Regions from separate parts of the Mus musculus genome. Here regions 1, 2, 3 and 5 are each linked to region 4. Evidence: chromatin contacts called from public HiChIP or PLAC-seq, Micro-C and promoter capture Hi-C data. All regions are on one chromosome and are shown on one strand. Each heading gives the region's core, a stretch centred on a gene start, on an enhancer-like site or on the middle of the called end of the contact. The rest is flanking DNA. Distances are from core to core; before and after follow the strand shown. Region 1 overlaps Chst15 (carbohydrate sulfotransferase 15). Region 2 holds the start of Zranb1 (zinc finger, RAN-binding domain containing 1). Region 3 holds the start of Cpxm2 (carboxypeptidase X 2 (M14 family)). Region 4 holds the start of Nkx1-2 (NK1 homeobox 2). Region 5 holds the start of Chst15 (carbohydrate sulfotransferase 15).

Region 1 (3,305 bases), core at 530-3,029, 350 kb after region 4:
CTGGGCTAGGAGGCTCACTGTCAGAGGATCAGGTCAAGCAGTGGTCAAGGTTTGGGAATTGGAGTGCGTTATAGCCAAACCAGCTTAGCAATGTCTACAACCAAAACTTCAACAGTTTTATTTAGTTGAAGGAGCTAATTGCCTCCTATGAATTTTTCCTCCCCTACTTCCCCTGCTGGCCCTTTCTCCCCTCTTCCTGTCTTCTCTCCTCTCCTGCCTGTCCTAGGGGTCTAGATATGTAGTCAAAGCTGACCTTGAACTCACTATGTGGTTCAGGTTGTCTTTGAACTCAAGATCTTTCTTCCTCAGCACCCGTGAGTGCTGGGATCACAGGTCCTCACCATTCATAAATTTTCCTTTAACAGCAAGATTCATGCGAACACGGCACATTGCAAACATAAAGATGAACCAGTAACTGTCAAGGGAGACTGGCAACTCCTGTGGAAAATGTGGTTACATGCAATTGCACATATATGTGGTGTTTGCTTGGACTTGCAAACATATCCGTCTGCAGGGGGTTCCATGCCTATGTGTGAGACTTTTATTCTGTAGCCCAAATTGTCCTGATAAGTCGCTACCTATCCCTCCAGACCTGGAACATCAGTGATCCCCTACCTCCACCTCCTAGCCGGGGAGGATTAGAGGCATGAGCCACCATGCACAATTTTAAATGTAACTTTAGACGTTCAGGATATCAATGGGAAAAGTCAGGAATTTCACATGGGGTTGTAACCTTGTGTGGATCACAGGTGCCCTGGGTTCCTCTTAAAAGAAGGGGATGGGACAGTACAGAGTGTTTCCTGGCTTCTCTTTGCTGTGGAGTGACTTTTGAAGCCTGGCTGCAAGGACAGTCTCTTTCTGAGGTAACTAGAAGGAATTTTAAACAGCGAGGTACGATGGCTCAGTGAGTAGAGGAACCTTCTGCCAGGGCTAGCAGCCAGAGCTCAGCCTCTTCACATACATGGTGGTTGGAGAGAACCACGTCTTGTCCTCTGACCTCTACATGTGTGCTGTGACTTGCTCTGCCACCCCCACTCCCCCAAAATAACTGCGGGGTTTTGTTGTTTGTTTCTTAAAGCAGATATAGGCAAGGTGGCCTAGCAACAAGCCGGAACACGAGTTTCATTTGTGGAACCTGTGTAAAGGTGAACGAGAGACCTGATTGCACAGAGCTGTCCTCTGGTCTCCACACCTGTACGATGGCCTTTGCATGGCCTCCCCACACTCTGCTAATAAATAAAATAAATTTAACAAGAGAAAGAGACAAAATCACCAACTAACAATAAAACACAGTATTGGTCAGTGTTTGGGGGCAGTGTAGATGTATCTGAGCAGGAAGGGTGGGTGGTATGTTACAGGTGGGAGCAAGAACGGAGGGGGCTCATTTGAAAGAAAGGGAGGAAAATTGTTGTATTTTAATAAATCAAACCAGCTAATGTAATGGCTAGCCGATTTTTGTTGTCGCCCACGTGGTGTGGTTTCACACCCTCGGATGGTAAGATTATCCATTTATTTTATTCGCAGGTTGTACTCAGACTATCTCTACTTCGCAAGTTCCAATAAATCTGCAGATGACTTCCACGAGAAAGTGACGGAGGCTCTGCAGCTGTTTGAAAATTGCATGCTGGATTATTCACTGCGCGCCTGCGTCTACAACAACACCCTGAACAATGCCATGCCCGTGCGTATTCACCAGGGCAGCCCATACAGAGCAGGCCCACTCTGGTGCTATTGTGTGCAGCGGGGCATTGTGAACAGGGTTTTAGTGCAGAGACGGGAGGGAGGTGGGGGGATGGGGACGGAGTGTTTGAATGTGCAAATGACACCCAGCCAGCTGCCTCTGAGCAGTGGCTAATGTGGAAGAAAAATGCTCCCGGCTGAGAGAGGCACAGCAGCAGCTGGGGCCTCTGAGCCTGCTGTCTGTGTCCCTCCTTCCTTGCCTGTCACCCAGAAACTTTGCATCCTGAATCCCCCTGCCTCTCCTAGAGACCCAGGGTGCGCTTAGGAGGGCTGCCATTTAGTAAGGCTCTGCAATTAGAGCTGGCAGACAGGAGGACACCCAGTCCTTAGGTTGTTTCAGAGAATCTTCATAGCATTGGCTTTCAGAATTACCCACCAGTGACGGAATGCTCCAGCAGGCTCTCCACTGCAGAATGTTCTCGCTACCCCTTGTTATCCTTCTCTAACCTTCCAGTCTTATGTAAAATCTCTTGCTGGAGGTGAATCCTCTTAAGTTACCTGAGGTCACATCTCCCACACAAGGCTCCCAGGCCTAAGTGTTTCCCTAGCAGGGCTCTTACATCAGGTAGCCTCCTGCCCGATGTATGCTGTGTCCCACATCCGGCATTCACAGATGTAGATGACTAGCACGCCCCACCTCAGGGCAGTGAGGCTCAGGGGAAAGATGTCAGGCTCTCTGCTTGGCTACTCTGTCCATCTTTTCTTAAGCCAGGGCCAGCAAGCAGGAGTCTGGGCTGTCTTCTTGTATGCATTGTAGTTTGCATTGGCAAGGAAGACTCAACATAGATAACCACATTTTCAGTCAGGCAAGCTTTGGAGGCAGACTGCGGTGTGGGTTCATTCTGGCTTTCCCTGGCTTTGCTCGTGTGTCTTAGCCTCTCTGAAATTCAATTGCTTTATTCTAGGCTGGTATAGGGACGGGAGACTGGGAGTCATTTACATGTGCCATACTGACAAACTATGGTGCTGCGCCCTGGCACACTTAGGTAGAGCCCACCGAGGGGTGAAAGTGCTCAAACCTGATAGGAAAATGATGGACTCTGCCAGCGTTGGCTGCCCAGCAGCCTAAGGCTGTGCCTTGATGCAGGCCCCACTATTGCTGGAGCTTGCTGACACAGGCGGGGCTTCCAAGGCTCTGTCAGGTTGCCTTTTGTAGCCAGCTACCCAGTAATGGGGGGAATCCAAGGCTCAAGTCTAGGCTTTGAAACCCCAGCTTTCTTCAGGGCTCTGGTGTGTCTCCAGAAGTTTCTTCTTTAGGGTTTCCAAGCAGCAGGCTCTGGAGGGTGGGGGAAGGCAGGTGGGAGAAGGCAGGTCGTCAGTTATGAGAATTCAGATGTGCTCGAAGGCAGCCTGCCTCAGGGTTGCTTCCACTCTGGTCCTTTTGGAATTTCTTGGGTTTGATGATGCTGTGGAACTCTGCAACGATGCCTGCAGCGTAGGTGGGATAACAGGGGCGGAGGGAGGGAAGCAGGAACAGGCCAGATGAAGAGTGAGGGGTGATGCCCTCGGCTAAGTTAACATGTTTCCTTAGAAGAGGCAGCAACAGTCACTGAAGCAGCTACCAC
Region 2 (3,210 bases), core at 83-2,582, 330 kb before region 4:
AAGCCAAGTCACCCATTTTTGATCAACAGAGGTACCATGCATGTAGCAAAAGTTGGTAGGGAGTCGACTGAAAGAGACTGCGGGGTACAGGAGCCACTCATTATATAACACTTCCAAGTATTTGTACATCACGTTTATTAACACCATCACAGGTCAACTATACAGAGACCAAACATTGCAAGCAGTGGAAAGAACTTATAAAAATTGACTTAGTGGGTAACCGAAAGGGGAAATCGAGGGGTTGAGATACAAAATTCTAAGCAAGGTGGTTTCAAAACCAGCGTCTCCAAGATAATGGGCGGGTTCAAACTTCTTGCTTAACGTAAACTGCCTCTCCCCGGCGCTAACAGCAAGTATTACAGCTCTTTTGTCTGTGCAATGACCAGCCAAATTAGAGCAGAAAACCAAAACAAAACAAGAAAACCCACAAGGTAGGTGCACAGAGCGATCGTTACCGGGAGCGGAGTTCCAGCTGCCCATGGCCACCAGACATCAACTTTCACCCTGATTTGCTTTAGGCAACCGGAGGCCAACGTATGAGGGGAGAGAAAGTGGACAAGGGACCAAAACACAAGTTTGGGGACCAGCACCAACTTAGAGCGACAAATCCGGGTGTTTATGGCCTACTAAGAGGTGGGAATAAGACCCACACACTCGGACTCGGGAGGGATCCCAGTTGCCGGAATGAGGCGGGCAGAAGGGCAGCGCCAGCCGCTGACGAAGGCGGCCAACTGAGGTCGGTAAACAAGCCGGGCGGCCACTCTCCCTCATCCTCCGGGTTGTCCCCGCGCTGGGAAGCCCAAGATGGACGCGCGGCCGCGGACAACCCCGGGCCTGCGATGCGCTATCCCGCAACGCTGCCGCCCGGAGGCTCGGCAGCCTGCTCCCCGCGACGCCCCGTCAGGCCGCGGTCGACCCGCGAGGGGCCTGCGGCGCGGCGCCCCCAACCCAGGCCCGGTTACCTGGCGGCCGCGGATCCTCCTCCTCCCCGTCTGACGCGCGGCGCCCGGCGGCCGCGGCGGCGGCGGCGACTCCCGCACGGCCAGCGGCGACGAGCCGAGCCCGGCCCCTCTCCGCCTCCCTCGGCGCCGCCGCCCACCCCGCTGCTGCCGCCTCCGCCCTCCCGCCTCAGTCAGGACATGTTCTCCGCGGGCCCGCGCGCGGCTCCCAGCGGCCCGAGGGGCGGAGAGGCTGCGCGGAGGCGGGGGCCGAGGCTCGGGGACAGGGGCGGAGCGGTCTGGGGACAGCCTCGGGCGCAGAGGACTCCGAATGGCGGCGGTCAGGACCCTAGAGCTAAATAAACCCCGCGGCGGCCGCACAACGTCAGGAACTGGACCTCGCTGCTCACCGTCCTGTGATTGGTCCCGAGGCCTCAGGAGGCGCAGCCAATAGGCGACCGCCTCTTTCCCGGCGCAGGAGCGGGCCGCGGCCGTGACGTCAGCAGCGTGCGTCCTGATTGTGAGGCTACGGCGCGCGCGGTCCCGCGACGCGTCCTCCCGGGTGAGTGTCTTCAAGTCTAAGTGCAGGATGCACTTGGGAGGTGGGAGCCTTCTTCCCCTGGCCGCCGGCCGCTCTTTGCTGCAGAGTCGCCAGCGCTTTGAATCAAGCGTGAGTCACGCATCTGTTTGCTAACTGGGAGACCGCTTGGCCGTTCCTTCGGCGGTTTAAAACAGTTTTTAAAATTTCAATAATTTGACCCAGGCTGTCATTCTGGGGCTCAGGCTGGCCTGGAACTCTTAAACGATATTCCTGCCTCAGCCTCCCCAAGAGCGCTGAGATTACAAGCCTTGCTTACTTGGCATTTTATTTTGTTTTCAGACGAGGTTCTCTTGTAGCCCGATTTATTTCTAACCCCTCTAAATAGCTGAGACTGATCCCGAACTCTTAAACCTCCGGAGTGCTGGACTTACGCCACCACTACTCTTAGCTTCACCTAGCCCTACTTCAAACTTTTTCAAAATGTAAACTGCTTTAAAAGTAATGTGTTAAAGGCCGTAGAAATAGTTCACTGGGTAAAGTTGCCAAGCCTGACAGCCTGAGTTCCATCCCCAGTACCTACAGAGTGGAAGAAGACGACTAACTCCCACAGTTGTTCTCTGGGCTACACACAAAATAAATAAATGTAATTTTTAAAAAGATAGTAATATGGGGGGTCTGGAGAAACGGCCAGCGTGTAAGAGCACTTACTTCGGAGAAGCAAAGTTCTGCTCCCAGCAGCCACTTCAGTGGAAGACAGTCACCTGTAACTCCAGCTCCAGGGGGTTCAGTGCCCTCTTGTGGCCTCTACCAACACCCACACTCACTTGCACAAACACATAATTAAAAATAAAAATAATTAATTAGTATCTTGAAGGAACATTAACAGCAATCTGGGAGGGCATTTAGTAATTGTTTGGATACCTCAGATCCAAAAGGATGACCGTGTTACTTGAAGTTTGATGTTTCCCAAACTTGAGTGGGAATTCACTTTGTGAAGCTGTCTTTGGTGTCTTGAGTTATTTGCATAAAATGGTATAAGACAGCTGTACCATGGCCATCAAAAGAACAGTACTTTGTATAACTTCCCCTCACCAACATCTTTCACAACCAGTGGGGTGCTTCCTCTCCATAGCCATTGCTATGGAGTAGAGGCCTTCAGCAACCCCCACCTGGTCTGAGAACTTATCCATAAATTAAGTTTAAATGGAAACAACAACACAAAACAACACGTTCTCAAGGATATAATTAATTCATTTGTAGGTAGGATCCCACGCTATTATATAAAAACAGTAGTTCAGTTGACCCTTTGGAAACACTTTGTTTAAGCACTTCCTCTTCCTGAATCAAAGCTTTACAGCATGCTGCCTCCAAATAAACACCAATCACACGGTAAGATGTCCAAGTTGTAGTTTATTTTAGTCAGAAAAGGGATAGGACTCAGAGGAAGCTTTTAAATTTGATTTAATAAATGTCTTGTAAAAAAAAAATCTGCACCAAGAAATAAACACAAAGATAAGGAAGACCATCTTAGTGGTAAAAATGATAGCACGGAAAGAGGCTAAGTCAAAATAACCACAATGACAAAATGGGATTGCTAAGTAAATTAAAGTGAAAATCAACTTATAATTGAAAAGGAGAACAAAGGAAAAAAAAAACTGCATTGAAGACAAAAAGACTCTTGAGAGGCATCTAGTAGTTCTCAGACCTGAGGTGATGGATCAGTATATAAAG
Region 3 (3,628 bases), core at 511-3,010, 440 kb after region 4:
CTGGGTGCTATACATATGGTCCTTTTCTGCTAGAACTCTAGTTGGATCTTTTCCTAGTCTTCACTGGTTAGTTGGGACTTTAAGAGTGTGTCTTGCCCATGGAGCCTCTCTTCTCTGAGCCACACGGATACCTGGGACTTGCTTTCTTGTCTGTAGTGGCTGGGTTTAGATAGGACAACCCCTGTGAGTAAGTGCAGGAGACATCCACAGAGAAGAGCGCAGGGGATCCAATCCAAACCAATGCCTTCTTAGAAAGCCAGGGGAGGAGGGAGACTTCCTTCTTCTCTGGAGAACTGCTCTGGATCTTGATTCCCAATTATCCTGGGTTTGACAACTAGATCCAAGGCCCTCTAGCCATCCGCCACGGGCCCTGTGTCAGCTACAGTTTTCTCTCGCAATACCCTTCCACCTAGGAGTTCTAAAACTGCAATCCAAAGGTCGGCTGGGTGGTCTGATAGCAACAGTGAGGACATAGGAGTGAGGCAAAAAGTCACAGCTGAGCTGGCTAACATCTGACATTGGGGGCCTCAGGCCTGTGATTCCCCTCTAAATGCAGAGGCCTTAGCCCAATGCCCAGGTTCATCTCAGAGGCATTCTTGGGTCATATCCCAGGCCCTCAGGGACAGACTGACAGACTTAAGGACTAGTTGTCTTTGTGGCTGGCAGACACTGTGGCCCCTTGGAGGCAACTCTACTGGATCTTTAGAACTTATGAATTAAATGTACAGAGTAGACTGATGACAGTTGGGACCAATTCTGGATCATCTCAGAGCCTCTTAAATGTGGAGTATATTCTCCGCTAGATGGAGATAGAAAAAAATAGGGGTGATTTGAAGGTACAGTTTGGATTTGACCTGTGAATTCTGACTCTGAGATGCAGGGCACCCGAGGCAGCCCCTAGAAAGCACAGCAAGCAAGCTGCAAAACAGTCACTGCCAGGACCTGACTTTAGCGATTCATTGAGTGGCTATGAAAGCTACCCCCAACCCCAGCTCTCACCACAAATGAGTCCCTCAGCCACCACTACACGCACCTTGGTGCTGCTGCCTCTGACATTTAACCTGTGAGTCAGCGAGTCTCTTGTTTTAAACCTGTCTCAATGTGTTAGAGGAGCCATAGAATACTGGTGCAGAGCCCAGAGAGAAGCTAGGGCCACTGGCTTCTTTCCACTCCACTAAGAAAAAAAACTACGGCATGATGGGTAAAGATGGAAGGCACTTTATCAAAGGGAAGGTGACACCAGGGTTCTCCAGAGAAGCCTGGATTCCTGGAAGAGACAAATGCCCTCTTGTGACTTGTGAGATAGTAGTCTTCGGCTGGCTCTATTCTCTCCTACAGAGCCACACTCTGGACGGTAGGCAGCAGGGGTTCCCAGGCCCTTAGGCCCTGCTCCCAGGGAACTTCCTCCAGGGAATCCGGGATTCCTCCACGGTCTGGGGCAAAACGACTGGAGGGCAGCCTGCTGGTTATTACCTTAGCCAGTCTTAATCAGATTTGTTCTGCAAAATGAAGGAATGGAAGACACAGCCCTATAGTTCTCTCCACGATCACCATGCCTTACCTCTGCAGAAGGGGTGCCCAGGAGGACAAAATATCGGCCTCCTAGAAATGCAAGGAAGGCTGGTGACAGTCTTCTAGTGGCCTTCAACACCTGCTGGAGAGGCCCTGGGCGGGTAGGAGGGAGGGTGGGTCGGCCGGCGCCTAGCCTCTCCTGGGCGCGCCCCTGCCCGCCCCACTCCGGCCCAGCCCCGCCCGTCCGGCCTGTCCCACCCACCATCTGCACCCGCTGCAGCGCCCGCGCCCCTGTCCCGCGCCGTAGTCGTCATTTGTAGCCCGCCTGCCGCTCCCGGGGACCCGATCCTACCCTGGGTGCGGGGCAGAGCGGGCATGGCCCGTCTGGGGACCGCCTGCCCTGCGCTGGCGCTGGCCCTGGCACTTGTGGCGGTGGCCCTGGCTGGAGTCAGAGCCCAGGGCGCAGCCTTCGAGGAGCCTGACTATTACAGCCAGGAGCTCTGGCGGCGCGGGCGCTATTATGGGCATCCGGAGCCTGAGCCGGAGCCGGAGCTCTTCTCGCCTTCAATGCATGAAGACCTTAGGGTGGAGGAGCAGGAACAGCAGGAGCCGCACCAGCAGGGCCACAGAACTCCCAAGAAGGCCATCAAGCCCAAGAAGGCTCCCAAGAGGGAGAAGTTAGTTGCAGAGACGCCTCCACCAGGTAACTTTTGCATCGGGCAGCCCGAGGGGGCGCCAGCGATCGTGGCACTCCAGGGGACACCTGGCTTCCAGTATGTTTTCTTGAGTGAGCCCAGCCAAAGTCCTGTGGTGCCTGTGTTATTCCCTAGAGACTACATCTGAGCTAAGTTCAGCTTTCTCTCCCTGCCCCCTCAGGCAGAAACAGAATGGAGCTCTTTGGGAAGCTGCCTGGGGAGCGGCCCGGTGTCCCAATGCTCGCTGGCACAGCCTAAGGAGGCATCTGTTGCTTCTTCCTGCTCTGCTTATGTATTCAATCTTTAGAAGTGTTTTTTTCAGACCGATTTTATCAATGGGCATGTGACCGGCCGGTGTCACTTGGCAGATGGCCTTGGCAAGATTCAGTCAGTGACCTTTATTCAGACAGTGCCCTTCTCAGCTCCCTCCACCCCAGTCAGTGGGGCCCTTAAATCCACTATGCACAGAATGGCACAGTCCCAGCTGCAGACTTTGGATCACTCTTGGTCCCTGTAGCAGCCAAGATTCTGCCTTCTTGGAAAGGGCAGACTACAGGAGCCCTGGAAAGCTCTGAGTGCCTGGCAGCCTGGGATGCTCTACCCATCCCTTGGGCCAATCTCAAATCCATCCTCACTTTCTTCTAGTCCAGCCTGTATCCCAAACCTGTGAAGAGGGCTTTCTCTTAACTGTTTCAGATAGTGATTGCTCAGTGCAGGAGCTGTGTTCCCACTATTTCAATCACAGGAAGCCAGCAGGACAGTGACCAAATTCTATGGCCTTTGCGTTTCTTTGCCTGAAAGGAATCACGTGCCAGGTCACAGAGCTCTGGACTCAGAAGTGGCTTTCATTTGGTTAGACGAATATTAAATTCACCAGGCGGGGTGGCAAGGGAAGATGCTGACACTCTTGAGCCCCAATTTGAGGCTATCACCTTTGTATATGGCTGAGTCCCTGCCGTCTGCCATTGATAGTTCCAAAGGTTGGGCAAACCCAAATAGAACCACAGAGACTGTCTCTCCTTTTTCTGGGGGATGATGGAGATTAAGAGGTAGAAAAGCTGCCGTGGCTCTACATGAAGGGGTGGGATGTGGCGCTGAGTTTGGTAGTGTCCCATGGTCTCATTTAGTTCTCTTCTGGCTCTGGAAGGTGGCTAGCCCTGTCATGTTACAGATTAGCAGCCTTCAAGCAGGGGAAGGTAACTTATTTTGTCATTGTTCTGCTTGGGAGAATTGAAAGCCCGATTTACCAGCCAGGTCGTGGGGTTACCATTTTGGGACCTGGAATTTGAGTTCTACTTTTTGAGCCTCAGTTGCTTCACCTGCAGATAGAAAGAAAAGTGTCTGCCATTGCATTGATGCTGCCAAAGCCTTCTATAGTGTCCGTTAGTGTGCCCTGAACTTTGAGGTGTGCTTGTTGTGTG
Region 4 (3,572 bases), core at 405-2,904:
GCACGCATTGTCCCTTGGCCTGACCTCTGGGTTGTCTTTTCCCTGAGTTTCACAAAGCGCGCATTCCCTTGGCAAGGGTGGGGGTCGGGGGTTGGGGGTTCTGGTGGGCTTGGTCTGGGCACTTCCTTCCCTTAGCTTTAAAAGCTCATTCCGTCTTTACTTTAGGTCTGGAGCTGGCTTGAATTTCGGCAAGGCTTTAAAGTCGGCAGGGAATATGGTGGCCACCCCTGGGAGGGGCTGAAAGGTTTGAATGAGAAAAGCTACAAGGAGCAAGCCCCCAAGGACACCTCTTTAATAACAGATTGGATGAGCAGCTCCCAGCACTTTAGTGAGGAGTCCCCTCCTCTTCCTACTTCTTACCTGCTTAGACAATATTAATTGTCAAGACATTGTCTGGGAACCACATGGGGCAAAGAAGAAAGAAGTGGCGGGGGGGGGGGGGGGTTCCAAGGCGGTTCTGTGCAGAGGGGCTAATGCTTCAGAATTTGTCGCTGAAATGAATGCCTTAAAAAAAAAAAAAGGAATATCACCGTGGGTGTGGCTATGCAGACTTTCCCTCACTGCTAATGCCGGCTGTCCTCCCTGGAGACTTGGGGGGCAGATGGGGCCATTTTAATCGGCTCTCATCTCTGGTCTTAAATTCAAACCACTAGGCATCTTTTAACCTTTTCCTTCTTCACGCTGGGAAAGGAACCCAGAGAGTCAATTTCTGATGTTAATGATAGAATCTGTGACTGAGAAGTCCTGACAGGCAATGAAAATGGTATCCGAGGAGGGATACTCACCTTTAGCCAAGCCACCTAGCCCTAAGCCTTCAGCTCTCTGGGCAGGCGTATTTCCATAGACCCCTTTTGACCAGGCCCTGCTGGTCTTCCGAGTGGAAAGAAAAAACTCCCCTCCAAGAAGGTTCCCCCCCCCCCCCCGCACACACACACATATCCTAAGCCATCAGGATGACCTGAAAAACCTTGGCCCAGTCCAGACTCTTGTCATCTGTAGCGCCACCGCTCATCTTTGAACCTCATTTTCCTTCTGTTTGAAACCACAGACTGTGGTTCCCAGGCCACACCCACCTCACAGGGGGGAATGCCTAGAAAATCAAAAGAGAGTGAGAAAGCCCCAGGGCTTTATAAACTGTAAATGCACAGAGGCTTTAAAATTTTTACGTAAATGTGCCCGAAGCCTTTACTGTGGTTCAGGGATGGGGCTTGAGATGCACCGTGCATCATGGCGAAGCAATCAGGTCTGGCCTCTGTGGCATCGCCAGGTCAAAGGAAGATGGCAAGTGCCCCAAGAGAAATAAGTAAACTTCAGTCAGGTGAATGTGTGTGCAGATGAGGTAGCGGAGATGGAATCCTCCCTCACGCCCTTCACGAGTCTCCGCAGCATGGAAAGATTTTCACACAGCATGCCACGGTGACCCGGCGAACCGGGAGCGCGCATTGGCGCGCGAGGGTCCCTCTAGTCAGCGCTCCCTCCCCCCTCCGGCTGCCCAGGATAGTCTCGTGGAGGCTGCAAGCGCTCACTGCACGTGGAAGGGGTCTGGCCAGCTCAAGTGCCAATCCTCAAGCAGCCCCCCCCCCCGCCCCCTTCCCCGCTTCTCTCCTCCCGCCCCGCCTCCTTGCCCCCCTCTACAGCTTCACTTGGCGGGGAAATTCCAGTTCGCGGCTGGAGAGCTGTGGCCAAACCACTGCAGAAGACAGCGGCTGAGCGCATCCAGCCCCGACCCCAGTACGGCTGGCCTCGGGCCCGCGGGAGGCGGGCATGTTGGCATGGCAGGACGTCGGGGCCAAGGCGGCCCCCTCTCACCACAAGATCTCCTTCTCTGTCTTGGACATCTTGGATCCGCAAAAATTCACGCGAGCTGCCCTCCCGCCGGTGCGTCTCGCTGCCCTGGAAGCCAAGAAAAGTTTAGAAGAGGTGGAAGCAGGGCAAGATGCTTGTTCGGGGAATCCAATCGGGTCACAGGAGACCCCTGGTAAGAATGTGAGGCGGTTTTAAGCCTAAGTGGTGTGTGTGTGTGTGTGTGTGTGTGTGTGTGTGTGTGTGTAGTAGTCAAGGTTTATTGGTAGCCTGGGAACTAGAAAAGGTGATCCCGCGCAGGTGCGAAGCGAGCCATCCCTACTTGGAAGAGGACAGAGGTAGGGACGTGGCTGAGATTGCCAGGACCAGTGTGTGCTTTTTTCCTGAACACCTGCTCAGTGAATGAGCGCCACAACTCTGACTGGCTCACATAAACTACAGCTCAGGCTCACTGATCTAATGGAAGTGTATTGTGCTCTCCACGTGCTAGAACCTGGGCGAGGAGCTTGGGATAAAGGTTATGAAAATACCTTCCAACTATGTAGTGTCATTAACACCACTCCCATTTTATGTATGGGGCAACCGAGGCTCGGGCCTTCCCCGGATTAGGTGCTTTTTTTTCAACCACTCGGAAACATCTTTAGAGCCCATGCTCTTTCCCGGACTCAACAGGGGACGCCCCCACCCCCAATAGCTTTTGGTGTTCTCTTCTAGACCTTTCCCCCTTATCCCTGAAGTTGGTGGACACAAAAGAAAGGGTTCCGGAAAGTTTGTGGCTGGAAGAACTTAAGATAGCAGGATTCATGCTTAGTGGGACATGAGCATGGGATTGATTATCTGGGGAGACGCTGAAGGTCTAGGGATTCAGGTCCCAGGGAGGGCTGTATATAGCACAGCCCCTCCTCCTCCTTCCTAAGTTTGGAGGTGATTGTCTGGGGCCCCCGGAAGCCTCTGGTGGCCTGGCTTGGGTCCCGGCCGCGGGCCTGGATTAATTGTTTGGATGGTCTCTCTGTGGGGCCGCGCTCCCCTCCCCCTAACTCCTTGATCGATATTCTATTACTGGCGCCTGCATATCTCCTGCCCGCAGCTTGCAGGTACTGACTTCAAACCCCCTTTCCCTGTCTGATCCTAATATTGTTCGATTAAAACTTACCTTTAATAGATGACATCTATCGATCAGGCCCCGGACAAATCTGAAACTCTATTAACACTACTGGAGAGAGAAGATGGGAAAGGGGGAATTTCTCTTTTTTGGGGGGATGGGGGTTTAATAACTTCTTTTTTAATTGCTAGGAGTTGCACAGCAACATAGGCTCCTAGGGACTAGAGAGATGCACTAGTAAACGCACTTGACATTCCCTATCATAATGCACAGCCGACTTTGCTCTTCCCGGTTTGATAAAGTCACTATACTTTCTTGAAACGGGGTGTCATCCAACATGTACTTCTTGTGTGCCTACTTACTGGCAGATTTGTAAAGGACACTGTACTCCCGAATCTGCTCTCTAGGGTATGTGGATTCAGAAACCAAGAGGGCAAAGTCGGGAGAGGGGAGGAACTGGGAGTTAGATCAAGGGCAAATCTGAGTGCTCTTGGGAGGACAAGAAGGTTTGGGAGTGCCATTGGGTAGAATTGTTATGGGCTTCTGGTCACCATCCCCTTCTCTTTTAGATGCGGTGGGCCGAGGCATTGACCCCGGGTCTCCGGTGGAGGGCTCCGAGGCAGAGGAGGAGGAGGAAGCTGAGGATGCGGGGCGCGCGCACCAGCCA
Region 5 (3,132 bases), core at 7-2,506, 280 kb after region 4:
CTTAAACCGGCCGCATGCCCTGGTCTGACAGCTGCCTGGCCCAGGACTTTGCTTGTAGGCGCCTGCACAACCCACCCTCTTAAACAGCAACCTGCACTGTGTCCCAGTGCAATTACTCGAATATATAAACCTTACTGAAAGGCAGTCTTTTCTCCGGAGCTAATAAATAAACCCCAAAGCCACAACGTGTGTAAGACCATGAAAAATGGCATCATTATCTATTGGGAATTGTGAACTCTGCAAAAACCAGCTCATTGTATTTTTAGAAAAAAAAAGGTTTTTGTTTAAAAAAAATAATAAAGACCTCCAAATCACTAAGCCAAGTCTACATGGGGGGAAAAGCAATCCAGTCTACCGACTGGGAGGGCAGTCTCACTGCTTCATTAATCTTTCTTTGCAGATTTTTATATAAGAGGCAGTATTTGTTGGGAAGCTAGACAGTGGTTTTTAAGAACTCCCCTGTCATCCAGGGTTCCTATCTGCAGTCGTGACCCTCTGATTGTGACCTCTGACTCAGTCGCCGTGGATGCTGAACCAGAACTCTAGGACTTTGGGGGGTGAGGTGGGAACCTCAAACAAGACTGAAAGGGGCTCCCGTTCTCTAGAATCACCTTTAGCACATATGCCAGCATTTTACAGTTAGGGAGCATTTTCCCGGTTGCTTCAAGAAAGAAGATGCTGGACTCTGGCCATAGGAACGTGGGCAGACCCAAGACTGTGGCTTCTATCCTATTCCCCAGAGTCTGGGGTTTGGTGCTCCAAAGGCTGTCCCGAACAAGTCTTAAGAGTTTAAGGTGTCATATTTTATGTTAACTGATTTCATCTTCAGCCCACAGCCGATCACTGGAGCCTTTCCTTGAAGCAGTCCCAGTAGGCCACTGCGGCAGTGGTACTCGGGGTCCTGTAGAACCTTACCTCTCAGAAGAAGCAAACCTACAGGGCCCAAGAGCTAGGCAGCCTTTGTAGAATGCAAAAATACAACAGAGGGCGCCGAAACCACTCGCGTCAGTGGCCTTGAATATCAATGTATGGGCTGTCTCTAGACTGCCAAGTTCCTTAAAACTGTTTCTGGTAGCCGGGTCACTGCCACACACACCAGGTTTCGGTTTTGTCTTGTCGGAGTCACCGCAATACACAAACTGTATTTACTTGCTGGGCGAGGGGGCGGGGACCAAACCCACCGCTCAGCAGGGCGCGCACGCCTTGATCTTGCATTCCAGACTCGAGCTGATGTGTGTCAGCGCGACATGGGGCGGGGGGAGGGTTCTGTTCAGAGGTTTCATTCGCCATCTGCAAGTCACTCCCAAACTTTTCCTCCCAGCGCTCGGGGAGTCAGGTTGACGCGCCCTGGGTGCGGGGTGCTAGGCGCGGGGCTGGGCGCGCGCTCCCGCGGAGTCGGAGCTGCAGAGGCTTCCGAGATCGTCTTGGGCTTTTCAGGTACAAGTTGGGCTCTGGGTGACTGGGCAGGGGGTGGCGAGTAGCGGCGGGCGGAGGTTTGGCTCTGGGTCCCGGTGCCCCTCTGCGGGTTCGCCCAGGTTGGCGGGGAATGGGCGCTGGGAGTCCGGACCGCCAGGGCTGTGTGCAGCTTCACTCCCTGCGCGGAGGCTCCGGACGCGGAGGCGGCGGCGGCCCAGGCAGACAATGAACTTGGAGCGCGCCGAGCTCCGGCAGGTTTGGGCCCGCACCCCTCGGTCAGGCCTCCTCGCTACAGGCACGGTCCCCTGTAGGAGGCGTCCTTTTCGCTGCGCGGTCCTGGCCGTGCTCTAGGTGCCCAGCACGCCTGGGGACCCTGCGGGAAGGACTACCGGTGGCGGAGCCGGGGCTCACACGCCCCCTCCCTAGACAGAGCGAATGTGGTCCGAGCTCCAAGACAGAGGACCGGGTGCTGGCGTGGTGGCGCTGTGGACAGCTGGAGGCCGGCGGAGGACGCACGCCGCGGGGCACGCACCGGCTAGCTGTCCCGCAGAACCGCCCCAAGGAGTCAGAATTCGCGCGACCCTGGGTCGGCCAGGAACTGAGAGGGAAGGACGACTGATATAAGGCCAATGAATAGACAGATCGGCGATTTTCTGGAGCGAGCTCTCCACAGGCAGAGCTGGGGACCGGGATTCCCCTAGTCGTGTTCACTGCCCCTCCCCCGCACACTTTAGGGGAAGTTTCCAGGCGTAGCCTGGGGCAGGTACGTGGGCATCTGCCACTGTCTCTGGGTACCAATCGGAGCCGCCTCGGGAATCCGGGCTCTAGCCGCACTGCCGCTCTGGGTGGGAAGGCTCGTGTGGGTCTCGGGGAACAGCCCCAGGCGTCAGCGTCTGTGGGAGCAAGATTCCCGAGGAGACACCGTGGGGACAGGCCTGGGAGGAACCGAGGGATCAGTCTCAACTTTTTTTACTCGCCGCTTTTCCCATCGTCGCTGTACCCTAGTCCCCGAAGCGGCCTGACTAGGGAGTCTCAGCTGTGTCTCCCGCCAGCTGGGGAGCAGAGAGCAGAACGAGGCAGCTCTGAGCTAAGCCGTGGGGGCGGCGGTGGCGGGTGGTGATGGTGGAAGCCGAGAAGGCAGGGGCCCGGACGCGAGGAGCGACGCTGAGGATGTTGATAGCGTGCTAGTCCGTGGGGCTGTGTGCTCCAATGGAGTGGAAGCGGGCGTTGTGTCTGGTAGCGGGTCTTGGCGCACTTGCCCATGTGGAGCCCGGGGGATCCTGGATGGCGGCAGGGCGAGGGGAGCCAGACTGTGCAGGGAATGAATGGAGAGCAGGGGAAGCGCCTTCTTTCTCCTTCTGGCGAATCGATTGGCCGGCTTGCGCTCATTTGTGTTCACGTTTAGGACTCCGAGGTCCCGCGCACCCTCGTTTTGACTGCCCCACCGTGGTCGAGTGTCCACGTTGCCTGCCTGCCTGCCTGTCTGGATCCGCTAGAGCGAGCAACCCAATGCTAGGGCTGGTTTGCTTACTGCTAGGCTACTGGTGGCTGGACGTGGGCACCTCTAGTAAGCGCGCTTTGTCCGGGTTGGAACCTGGGGGTGGGAGTGGGGGTGGGGCACCTTGTCCTAAGTCTTCTAATAGATCTGCTGGACTCTCACTGTGGCGAGTAAGTTAATGGCATGGAGTTTCCAGGAATGAAGTTCAGGAAAGCCTT

What was found. Promoter capture Hi-C pulls out the DNA fragments that hold promoters and counts their contacts. A called contact is a pair of places that touch in the nucleus more often than the background predicts. HiChIP or PLAC-seq counts read pairs in DNA pulled down with a chosen protein or histone mark. Capture Hi-C pulls out chosen DNA fragments and counts their contacts.
Region 1: an H3K4me3 HiChIP or PLAC-seq map of craniofacial prominence shows a contact between it and region 4, with 4 times the contacts expected there. The contact joins the enhancer-like site here to the promoter of Nkx1-2 in region 4. A contact is called at or near these places in 5 of 39 promoter capture datasets (3T3-L1-derived adipocytes, embryonic stem cells and second pharyngeal arch cranial neural crest), 5 of 115 datasets of contacts at active chromatin or transcription factors (astrocytes, craniofacial prominence, embryonic basal ganglia and 2 more) and 1 of 9 other capture datasets (embryonic stem cells).
Region 2: a promoter capture Hi-C map of pre-B cells shows a contact between it and region 4. The contact joins the promoter of Zranb1 here to the promoter of Nkx1-2 in region 4. A contact is called at or near these places in 14 of 39 promoter capture datasets (the 3T3-L1 cell line, the C10 cell line, the HPC-7 cell line and 8 more), 3 of 484 Hi-C or Micro-C datasets (CD8 T cells, Th1 cells and liver), 17 of 115 datasets of contacts at active chromatin or transcription factors (the 230-238 cell line, DN3 thymocytes, the SCID.adh cell line and 8 more) and 5 of 9 other capture datasets (adipose tissue, embryonic stem cells, liver and 2 more).
Region 3: a contact with region 4 is called in a promoter capture Hi-C map of adipose tissue. The contact joins the promoter of Cpxm2 here to the promoter of Nkx1-2 in region 4. A contact is called at or near these places in 1 of 115 datasets of contacts at active chromatin or transcription factors (embryonic stem cells) and 1 of 9 other capture datasets (adipose tissue).
Region 5: a Micro-C map of embryonic stem cells shows a contact between it and region 4, with 4 times the contacts expected there. The contact joins the promoter of Chst15 here to the promoter of Nkx1-2 in region 4. A contact is called at or near these places in 3 of 39 promoter capture datasets (all in embryonic stem cells), 9 of 484 Hi-C or Micro-C datasets (all in embryonic stem cells), 6 of 115 datasets of contacts at active chromatin or transcription factors (embryonic midbrain and embryonic stem cells) and 4 of 9 other capture datasets (adipose tissue, embryonic stem cells, liver and 1 more).

What each region holds. Positions count from the first base shown.
Region 1 is chr7:132,246,240-132,249,544 of GRCm38.p6, reverse strand. It overlaps Chst15 (carbohydrate sulfotransferase 15), which reads left to right. Exons shown (of 8, transcript NM_029935.6): 6 at 1,525-1,681. Among named protein-coding and RNA genes, the nearest start is that of Gm10584, 68 kb to the left of the region's middle. Within about 2 kb of position 1,779, at least 86 of the 459 cell types and tissues checked have an H3K27ac peak or open chromatin away from gene starts, as enhancers often do. A contact at or near this core is called in craniofacial prominence, embryonic basal ganglia and extraembryonic endoderm stem cells, where this site is marked.
Region 2 is chr7:132,929,298-132,932,507 of GRCm38.p6, reverse strand. Zranb1 (zinc finger, RAN-binding domain containing 1) reads right to left here and starts at 1,332. Exons shown (of 10, transcript NM_207302.3): 1 at 963-1,332. It overlaps 1500002F19Rik (a long non-coding RNA gene), which reads left to right. Exons shown (of 2, transcript XR_003946678.1): 1 at 1-1,500.
Region 3 is chr7:132,152,873-132,156,500 of GRCm38.p6, reverse strand. Cpxm2 (carboxypeptidase X 2 (M14 family)) reads left to right here and starts at 1,760. Exons shown (of 14, transcript NM_018867.5): 1 at 1,760-2,215. The coding sequence starts at 1,888.
Region 4 is chr7:132,597,719-132,601,290 of GRCm38.p6, reverse strand. It overlaps Nkx1-2 (NK1 homeobox 2), which reads left to right and starts at 1,654. Exons shown (of 2, transcript NM_009123.2): 1 at 1,654-1,978; 2 at 3,475-3,572. The coding sequence starts at 1,765.
Region 5 is chr7:132,315,352-132,318,483 of GRCm38.p6, reverse strand. Chst15 (carbohydrate sulfotransferase 15) reads left to right here and starts at 1,256. Exons shown (of 8, transcript NM_029935.6): 1 at 1,256-1,437. It overlaps Gm10584 (predicted gene 10584), which reads right to left and starts at 2,820. Exons shown (of 1, transcript NR_028578.1): 1 at 193-2,820.